Linked DNA regions of Mus musculus: region 1 is linked to region 2. A link is a contact called in public HiChIP or PLAC-seq data. All regions are on one chromosome and are shown on one strand. The core of a region is the stretch at or near the end of the contact, and the rest is flanking DNA. Distances in the headings are between cores, read along the strand shown. Region 1 holds the start of Asprv1 (aspartic peptidase, retroviral-like 1). Region 2 has its middle 4.3 kb from the start of Gm52866.

Region 1 (4,927 bases), core at 143-2,642, 120 kb after region 2:
AAAACTGGGATCCTTCTACAGTCCCTGTTTCATGCACAGGCCAGCTTGAGCCCTTGAGCCCACAGATTTACTCTGTGATTGTCGGGGACACAGTCAGGACTGTCCATGACCCCAACAGTGGAGGGGGTAAGGTGTCACCATGGTAAGCTCCTCTGGCCAGAGCCACCCAGGCCCTCTCCACTAAGCACAACTCCATTGAATCTCGGCTGCTTTTCAGATGAGGTGTGTGAGAGAGAAGGGTTGGAGCCCAGGGAGCTGGGAGGGAGGGTGGGAGCTCTTGGAGGACCTCCTAGAAGGCAGGGAGGCCACAGAGAGAGGATACAGTACTCAAGGAGCTGGGCACAGGGCCCGTGGAGACCTGGAGTCTGATCCTGAACTCAGGACGTCGCTCCCTGAAGTTCAAGATTTCTGCCTACCTACTTCTGGTTCCCATAGGCAGAGGCCTAGCCCCACCGTGGGCTGCCTCCAAGTTAGGAGTGCCCAGTAAAGAAGATGACCACAGTAAAATATGCTTATATAAAAGTGCTATGTATGAGGGAGGGTCCTAACTCACTTAGAACCAATCTGTGGCCAGGATGGTGAGGGGGGCCCTTCTGTGAGGCTGAGGCAGAATAGTCGTAAGTTTAAGGCTAGCCAGAGCCACACAGGAAGACCCTGTCTCAAAAAAGCAAAATAGATAGATGATAGACATGCAGATAGCTAGATAGATAGTAGATAGATACATGATTGATAGATCTTAGAGACAGGTAAATAAATAGCAGATATAAATAGGTTGATATATGGTATGATAGAAGTTGGAGACAGATACAGATAGGTGGATACCTAAGGATACATAATAGATGATAGATAGACACGCTATGAATAGGCGATTGAGACAGACAGGCAGACAGAGGTATACATAGGTAGGTAGAAAGGTGGACTACGGGCAGATAGGATGATAGATTTTTATGCTTTTTTGACTCTGGATCCCTCTCTGTTCTCTTCTCCAGGGAATTGTACAGGATCCGCAGTTAATTTAGAATGTATGAGTCACCTTATCAGTGCAGGCTGTGAGAGATGAGTGACTGCAGATGCCTTCTCTTTGCCCCAAGCAGTGATGGGGTGAGGCCAAAGGGGTCCCCTCTTCTGAAACAGGTAGAGACCTGCTTTCTGTCTCCTCTTCTCTAATGATAAACATCTGAATGTCATCACACCTGTATCCTCATCTGGGCTATTCTAGGGCATAGGCTGGGGAGGGTCCCGAGGCTCCATCCCCTGACCCGGGCTGTCTTACTCACTGGGTGGGCTGGCAGGTGTCCCGTAGGTACTGAGGGTGAGGCACCAATCCTGCTAGTCAGGCAAGATGCTGGCAGGAGGGCGGGGCTAGGGGTGGAGCTTCTAGAACAAAGGAGAATGAGGAACCCTGGGGGCCCAGGTTGGGCATCAAAAAGGCCCCTGCAGAAGAAGCAGAACACAGCCTGCCTCTGTGCCCAGCAGCCAGCCAGACACTTTGTACCGGCTCCCTTCAACTCGTCCAGGCAGGGCAAGAACACGGCCCAGCCGACAGAGCCCTCGCTCTCCAGCGTGATTGCGCCCACACTCTTCTGTGCGTTTCTTTACTTGGCTTGTGTTACTGCTGAACTTCCAGAGGTGAGCAGAAGGATGGCCACCAGCGGAGTCAGAAGCAAGGAAGGACGCCGGGAGCATGCCTTCGTCCCAGAACCTTTCACTGGTACTAACTTAGCTCCCAGCCTTTGGCTGCACCGCTTTGAAGTCATTGATGACCTCAACCATTGGGATCATGCCACCAAACTGAGGTTCCTGAAAGAGTCGCTCAAGGGAGATGCCCTGGATGTCTACAATGGACTCAGTTCCCAGGCCCAGGGCGATTTCAGTTTTGTGAAGCAAGCCCTCCTGAGGGCCTTTGGGGCCCCTGGGGAGGCCTTCAGTGAGCCCGAAGAGATTTTGTTTGCCAACAGCATGGGTAAGGGCTACTACCTTAAAGGGAAGGTTGGCCATGTGCCTGTGAGATTCCTGGTGGACTCTGGGGCTCAGGTGTCTGTGGTTCACCCCGCCTTATGGGAGGAGGTCACTGATGGTGACCTGGATACTCTTCGTCCTTTTAACAATGTGGTCAAAGTGGCCAATGGGGCAGAGATGAAGATCTTGGGTGTGTGGGACACAGAAATTAGCCTGGGCAAGACAAAGCTGAAGGCCGAGTTTCTGGTGGCCAACGCCAGCGCAGAAGAGGCTATTATTGGCACAGACGTCTTGCAGGACCACAATGCCGTGCTGGACTTCGAACACCGCACCTGCACCCTGAAGGGGAAGAAGTTCCGCCTGCTCCCTGTCGGGAGCTCCTTGGAGGATGAGTTTGACCTGGAGCTTATTGAGGAAGAGGAGGGGTCTTCTGCACCGGAGGGCTCCCACTAAGAAACCCCATTTCTTGTTCCCAGCATTGGTAGGGGGACTTTGTGTTGGGGGGAGCAGATGTCCTGGGGGGTATCATCCGGCCTAGCCAGTCTTTACACCGGTTCTCAGTTTCCCTCCTTCTACAGGGGCCTTGCTTTGCCTTTGTTTGGGGAGGGAGGCCAGCTTGGTGGCCTAAAGCAGTGTCCCCAAGGTCTGCAAAGACTTCCAAGGCTGGCAGGAGCTTCTGAGGAAGCCAGGAATGTCAATCTTGAGAGAGGACCCTTTTAGATCCCCTGAAGTATGGCTCAGTCACTTTCACGTCCCCAAGCCTGCTGAGCTGAGCCTGGTCTTGGCTAAGACCCTCACAATCCAGATGCTTGGAGGAGACTGGCAGCTGCTCTGGGAGTCCTCCCTGAGTCCTCCCACCTGCACAAGGATGCTCCCTCCTGTCCTGTCACTTGCCTTGAATCTCATGGAGCCTGTATCAATAATTCAATTATTTCAAAACACCAATAAAGATCTGTTCATGGAAAAAAAATGTCATGTGCTCGATAGTTGTGACAGAGTTGGGAGGGAGAGGAAAACACAATCCTCGAATGCTTGGCCTGGGGAGGCAAAAGAAAGCAAGCAGTTCAGTGGGGTCTTGGGTTTTCTAAGGTGGACTGCAGATATCTGAACTTCTAACCCTCTCATCCTTCTAACGCCTTCCGATTCTGCTGTTTCAATCTACAATATTAGCATTCGAATTGTCCCTTATGCTCAAATGTGACCAAGGCTATCTTGTGAGGTCTTTGGCTTGGCGATCAAGACATTTCTGCCAAACAAATAGGTTCTTACTGGTGCCCAGGGAGCCTGGCTTAGAGGTAGAAATAGGGCCAGGAGACAGGCATGGGCGTGTGACGGGACCCTGGGAAGGTCTGGGACTCTGGCAGCTGGGGGCAGCTTGGCTATGGGGTAGCTCATTTGGGGGAGGGGATGGGAGGGAGGTGAGGGCATTCCTAAACCTGGGGTGGGTTTCATCTCTTGTTCAGCTTGGGTTTTCTGCCAACTCCCAGCCTCCTCTGAGACTCTGAAAACTCACCAGGCGTTGGGGAGTGGATTGGGTGCTCCAGAGAGGAGCAGATGTGTCCTGAATTGTGGAGCCCACGCCTTGAAAGCTGAGCCCAGGAAGCTGGCACAAGGCCAGAAGTTCAGTTGTGCAAAGGGTCTGTAGCCAGTCCCCTGCTGGGACTTGGGGGCAGAGTTTTGGGGATCCTCTGTTTTCCTTGGTGATATTGGGAATTGAACCTAGGGCCTCACACGATGCTAGGCAACTGTTTCACTACTGAGCTATACCTCCCACTACCTTCTAAAACACCTATTATATTCCAATGTAGTGGTTCGTTAAATGGCCTAGGCTGGCCTTGAGGTCATTCTGTAGCTCCAATGGGCATTAGACTTGTCATCTTGCCTGAGTTTCCTGAGCACCTGGGTTAACAGGCCTGTAGCACACACCTGGCTGCTGTTTTCCTGCCAGGCCCCTTTTTTCCAGGCTCAAAGGAGTGGCTGGCTGCTGGCTCCACCACCTGTGGCCCTCTGAGCAGGAGGCAGGAAGCCTCTTCCTGAGAGCTAGATGTCTTCTGAGCCAATCACAACAGCAATGCCATTCTCCTTGGCCTCTCTTCCCTGGTACAAGGCTGACTCAGGATCTAATTCCTAGGGTTCACTAAAGCCTGCCTCTGGGCAGCCAAGCCCAGAATGAACTGGAATTAGCCCCAGAGCATGGGTGTACAGGTGTGGACAGGAAGCCTGGACCACAGAGGGTGGTCGCATTGAGGACCTAGGCCCCGCCCCCTCATCTCTCTGGAGATCTAAGGAACGTTGGTGTTGTCCTGGGCCTAGCCTTTGTCTCTAGGGCACAAACCCAGTGGCACCTCCCATGACCTAGTTTTCTCTAGGTCCTTCAGATCCTACTTGCTTCTTTCTAGGCCAAAGGAAGGTGGGTGAAGAGTGGGTGGAGGTGAGAAGGGGACCTAGGAATTGGGTAGCTGGGCCAGAATTCTGGGACATTAACTCAAAGTGTCCCTGCCCTTCTCTTACCCAGAAAGGGGCTGAGCTCTGTGCTGGGTAAATTCTTGTGGGCGTCCCTGCAACTTGTGATGATACTATACCTTGGCCTTGAGTAAGAAGGGCCTGGGCTGGCAACTCTCAATGAGGAGACCTCCCCCTCATGCCCCTGAACTCCCCGTGCCCACCCACACCCAGGAAGGGCCTTCAGAACAGCCACCATCAAGAAAGGAATCACGTGGTGCAGGAGGCCTACCTGGACTAAAGCAGATGTTTCATAGGCGTGAGACTGATTAAATGTGGTTGATGGCGGAGGCTGTGGCTGTGGCTGTGGCTGTGGCTGTGGCCGTGGCTCTGCTGTAGAACCTTGCCTAGCATGCAGAAGGAGGCCCTGGGTCCAATCCTCAGTATTCCGTAAGCTGAGTGTGGCGATACCCACCTCTAACCACAGCACACAGAAATCAGAACCAGGAGAATCAGTGGTTCGGGG
Region 2 (5,277 bases), core at 2,437-4,936:
GTCTTGACGCTACCCAGCACTCAGGAAGCAGAAGCAAGTGGATCTCTGTGAGTTTGAGGCTAGTCTGGTCTACAGATCCAGTTCTAGGATACCCAAGGCTATATAGAGAAACCCTATCTTGGAGAGAGAGAAAAAAACAAACAAACAAACAAACAAACAAACAAAAAACCAAAAAAAACCCAAAAGCAAAACAAACGAGGATAGCCCTGAAACCCTATGCTCTGGGCCAGCCTCCTGAGTGCTTGGCTCACAAATGTGCAGCACCATGCCTGGTTTAAGGCCATTTTTGTTGTTGTTGTTGTTTTATTTTTCTGAAGCAGAGTCTTACCCTCTTGCTCCCACTTCTGAGCATTGGGATTACAGGAGTGCACTGCAGCGTGTCCATCTTTGAAGATGACTTCTGTGAGGCTGTGAATATTTTTTGAAACAAGATCTCATTCCGTAGTTCCAATTGCCTGCAACTCATTATATTGACCATTCTGGTCTAGGCCTTCTGCCATCCTCTTCCTCTACCTCCTGATATCACCAGGCCTGGATGATACAGATGATTTGTCTGGTTGTCTGTTTGTTTTGTTCTTTTGAGGCAGCGTTTCTCTGTGTAGCCCTGGCTGTCTTGGAACTCACTCTGTAGACCAGGCTGGCCTCGAACTTACAGGGATGATTTTTTTATGATACCTCCCATGTCCTTGGGGAGCAAGCACAAGCTCTGAACGAGGAGGCAGAGCGATGTTGGTGTCAGTGTGTGATGGAAGCCTGAGGTGCTCTCTCACCTGATCAGAAGGCTGGAGACTTGGCCTGACTAATTAGATTCCCTGGGTTCGGGCCAACAAAGTGGAGCCCAGCAGGGCACTGTCTGTATATTGATGTGAAACCAACTTATAGCTGTAATTTCAGCAAGGGATTTGGGAATCTAAGAAGTTGAAGCTTTGTTAAGAGACCCTAATCCCTGTGACCTAATCCTTCAGACAAGAGACAGTCATAGAAAAGGAAAGTAGAATTTGACAGTTTGACAGGATATTCTCACTAAACACAAATGTACAGCATTATCACTTACCTGCAGTCCTTTCAGGACCCCTTCTCGGGGACTACTACCATCCTCAAGCCTTGATGGTACTGACCTGTAACCTCAGCACTTGGGAAGCAGAGGCAGGAGGATTGCTGAGAGTTCATAGCCAGCTTGAGCTGCATAAGGAATTCCAGGCCAGCCAGTGCTGCAGAGAGAGATCTCAAAAAAAAAAAAAAAAAAAACCCAAACAGCCAGGTATGGAACCTCAAGTCTGTCATCCCAGCACTCAAGAGGTTGGGATAGTACAATGCAGAGTTCAAGGCAGGTGCTGCTTGGCTGCAGTGTACAGAGACCCTGTTGAAGTAGGAAGAGGAAGAGGCAAGGGGGAGAAAAAGGAAGTCATTTACGTAGCCAGCCCATCAGCCTAGGCCTGTTGTTTTAGCATGTGGGAGAATGAAGCAGGAGGGCCAGGAAATCAAGGCCGTCTTTAGAGATATTACAAGTTGGAGGCTAGCCTGGGCTAAAAGAGACCCTTCCTCAAAAACAAAATAAAGGGCACGTGAGATGGCTGGCCAGGTAAAGGTGCTTGTCACGAAAGCCTAAGAACCTGAGTTCAAATCCCTGATATCTATAGAGACTGTCAGATGTGGTACTGGATGTCTGTCATCCAGGACTCCTACTTGAGAAGGGAGCAGACACAGGAAGATCCCCCCAGAAGCTCACAGCCAGCCAGGAGTACAAGGCACAGTGACAAAATCAAGAAAGACTGTCTTGAGAAGGCGAGGCAGGGAATCAACTCCCAAAAGTTGCCCTCTGAACCTTATATACATATTAATGCTCACACTGCACACACATATTATAAAGTGGATATTACACAAAGTGGATTTTCACGTTAGGTGACGAGGCCTCTCTACACAGACATTTTCCTCATTTCAGATTCATTTCCCACATTCTTGCTGGGTTTGTTTGTTTGTTTGTTTTTGAGACAGTGTCTTTGTACGTAGCCTTGGCTCATTTCCCACATACTTAACCACGCTGGAGACTTTTCTTTGCTAGGTTGGTAGATTAAAACAAACAAGCAAACCAATCACAGGGCAGCATCCCACTTTTCCCTTCACTAGTGGAAGGGGAAGCAGAGATGGCTCAGCAGTTTGTGTTGTGCGCTCAACAAGCAGCCTATCTCACTGAGAATATTTGACTCGGCCTCATTGGTGTGTGCTCTTCTGGGCACCACTGTGTGAGTGTGGAGGTCAGGTGACAGTCTGTAGAAGCTGGGTCTCTGCTCACACGTGAGAGCACGTGGATTCCAGGAATCCAGCTCAGGTCATCAGGCTGTGACAAACATCTCTCCTCTCCACACCATCTTGCTGGTTCATATTTCACTATTTTAATTTTATTTTTTTATACTGTTGCTTTTGTCTTATTGAGAGACTGCGAATGTGTGCCCTGTATTCAGTCCCAAAACACTGTAAAAGCAAAGTGCCACAGTATCCTTCCCTTTTACACTGCCTGGCTCTTTCTCCTTTTATTAGTAGTGGTATTTGAATGTGTTGAACGTGTCCCAGGCTGGCTTGGAATTTGTTATGTAGCCAAGATGACAGATGTGCACCACCACACCTGCAAGATCTTCTTTGTAAGAATTTTTATCATTGCCGGGTGGTGGTGGCGCAGGCCTTTGATCCCAGCACTTGGGAGGCAGAGGCAGGTGGATTTCTGAGTTCGAGGCCAGCCTGGTCTAGAAAGTGAGTTCCAGGAGAGAAACCCTGTCTTGAAAAAAACAGAAAGAAGGAGAAGGAGGAGGAGGAGGAGGAGGAGGAGGAGGAGGAGGAGGAGGAGGAGGAGGAGGAGAAGGAGAAGGAGAAGGAGAAGGAGGAGAAGGAGAAGGAGGAGAAGGAGAAGGAGGAGAAGGAGAAGGAGAAGGAGAGGAAGAGGAAGAGGAAGAGGAAGAAGAAGAAAAGAATTTTTATCATTGTTGTTCCTAAGGTTTATTTGTAAAACATGACGTGGGGGGGGGGGGGGTGAGGATAGGGAGGACACTTTGACACCTTGATGCCTCAGGCAGAATATCAATGTCACTGACTTGATAGAGTGGGTAGTGGGTAGGTGACCCATTCTTCTGGAGAAAAGGCCAAAAAGCAAAGGAACTAAAGGTGAGGTTTGCTTCCATAAGGGCTGCTCCTTCTAGAAGCTTTCCAGAAGAGAAGGCATGAGAAGCTCTAAATGGGAGGAGAGAGGAGTCTCTTCTCTTCTCAGGTGGTGACAAAAAGGTGCCCATAAGCTGAGGAGGGAACAACAGTGGAATAGGTTAAGCATCCAGGAGAGCCACAGGGGAGTCTGTAGTCTGGGGAAGAGGAGCAGGCTGCCAGCTCTTCCTTTGTGGGCAAAGCACACAAGAACAGTGAGTTCCCAACCTCGGTTCTGAGCCCGGTCCTCTCCCCACAGCGGATACCTACAAACGCCTCAGGAGTCTCTGAAGTGCCTGGAAGCTTTCCAAGCTGCCCATGTGTTCCTACAGAGCAGCCTTGCTTTCCAAACCTCGGAAGTAAAAAGTGAAGGGCAGTGGTCTGTCTGTCTGTCTGTCTGTCTGTCATCCCCGGGTGAGGGAGGTGGAGGCAGAAGGACCGCACCTCAAGGTCACCCTCTATCTACACAGTAAACTGGAGGTCAGCCTGGGGCAAAGGCCCCTGGATGGGGGATGGGGGGGAACAAACACCAAAGAACAAACAAAGCCAGGCATTGGTGGTGCACACCTTTAATCCCAGTACTTGGGAGGCAGAGGCAGGCGGATTTCCGAGTTCAAGGCCAGCCTTGGCTACAGAGTGAGTTCCAGGACAGCCAGGGCTACACAGAGAAAAAAAAAAAGGACAAACAAAAACCCACAAAAATCTTGATTTGAAGTCCTCCGGTGAGAAGGCTCTGGATAAAGAAGTTCTATTCCTGGAGCCCACATGGTAAAAGAAGAAATCTGACCCCTGCAAGCTGTCCTCTGACCTCCATACATGCATTCATGTACCTACACATATGCACAATAAATAAATGTAATGGTAAAAAATACTGAGTTAATACACAGGGGAACTGAGTGAGTGTTCAGCTCTGGGGAGAGGCAACAAGGAGAGGCTCTGCTGCTGGGGCTGGGGCAGTGGGTTCCAGAAGGGGTGTGACTTTTTCCTCTCACCCCCACCGCAGGATGAAATTCTGCCTTGTTCTGCCCCAAGGCAGAATCCGAGTTCCTAACTTCCACTACTGGCTTCCCTGGTGGAGATGCAGGCGGTGCTTCAGGGCTATGATGGAGTCATAGTCAACATTATGTTCTCTCAAACATCAGTTCTGGGGCCCTGGGACATGGGGACCTACTTTACTGAGCTCATGGGTGCAAGCCTGTGTGTGTATTGACATCTTTTCATGGACAGAATTTCTGAGTGATTAAAGAGAGCCCTGGGCACCTGAGATGCTTTCCAGAGTAGAGGATGAAACTATTCTCACAATAATGTTAAGGTCAGGCCTTGCGTGTTTTCCAGGCCTTTACTCCCAGTACTCAGGAGGCAGAGGCAGGCAGATCGCTGTGAGAATGTGGTGTTCGTGTGTGCTGTGAGTCTCTGTGTATAGGTGGTGAGTGTTTGTGTGTTTCTCTCTGTGTGTGTGTCTGTGTAGTGTGTAAGTCTCTTTGTGTGTATGTATGTGATGTGTATATGGTAAGTCTGTGTGTATATATGGTAAGTCTGTGTGTGTGTCTATTATGTGTGATATGTTAGTCTCTCTGTATCTCTGTGTGTATGTGGTGTGTAAATCTGTGTGTCCATGTATGTGGTGTGTGTGTAAGAGAGAGACAGAGAGAGAGAGAGAGAGAGACTGAGAGACAGAGAGAGAGAGACTATGTATGTAGTGCTGTAAGTCTGTGTGGTGGGGAGAGCCTGTGTGTATGTGGAACCAAACTTTAGCCTGGGACAAGGTGACTCCTGCTGCTGGGCTGGGAGAGCCATGGTTAGCAACTCCCCTCCCCCAGAAGGTGGGGCCCAGTGAGAAGAGTTAGAGATGTGAAGATTGCTGTAAGCTTCCCACCCTGCCCCTGGGCCAACCAGATGCTTTCATAAAATTAAAACAATTCTCTTTGCTGGCACAATTAAGAACTGTAGAGGTAGAGGCAGGAAGACCAAGGTTCAAGGGCAGCTTTTGCTACATAGGGAGTTCAAGTCCAGTCTTGAACTAAAATAAAAGCAGAACAATGAAAAACCGACTTTCCACATAAGCAAGCAAGCTTACAGACAGGATTA

Evidence for each region. HiChIP or PLAC-seq counts read pairs in DNA pulled down with a chosen protein or histone mark.
Region 1: an H3K27ac HiChIP or PLAC-seq map of embryonic stem cells shows a contact between it and region 2, with 5 read pairs. The contact joins the promoter of Asprv1 here to the enhancer-like site in region 2. A contact is called at or near these places in 1 of 39 promoter capture datasets (macrophages), 5 of 115 datasets of contacts at active chromatin or transcription factors (double positive thymocytes, embryonic stem cells, pancreatic cancer cells and 1 more) and 2 of 9 other capture datasets (adipose tissue and liver).

What each region holds. Positions count from the first base shown.
Region 1 is chr6:86,626,782-86,631,708 of GRCm38.p6, forward strand. Asprv1 (aspartic peptidase, retroviral-like 1) reads left to right here and starts at 1,393. Exons shown (of 1, transcript NM_026414.2): 1 at 1,393-2,929. The coding sequence starts at 1,393. The coding sequence ends at 2,412. It overlaps Gm46963, which reads left to right. Exons shown (of 4, transcript XM_017321863.1): 4 at 990-1,077. The coding sequence ends at 1,060.
Region 2 is chr6:86,502,310-86,507,586 of GRCm38.p6, forward strand. No RefSeq gene overlaps it. Among named protein-coding and RNA genes, the nearest start is that of Gm52866, 4.3 kb to the left of the region's middle. Within about 2 kb of position 3,687, at least 19 of the 459 cell types and tissues checked have an H3K27ac peak or open chromatin away from gene starts, as enhancers often do. A contact at or near this core is called in embryonic stem cells, where this site is marked.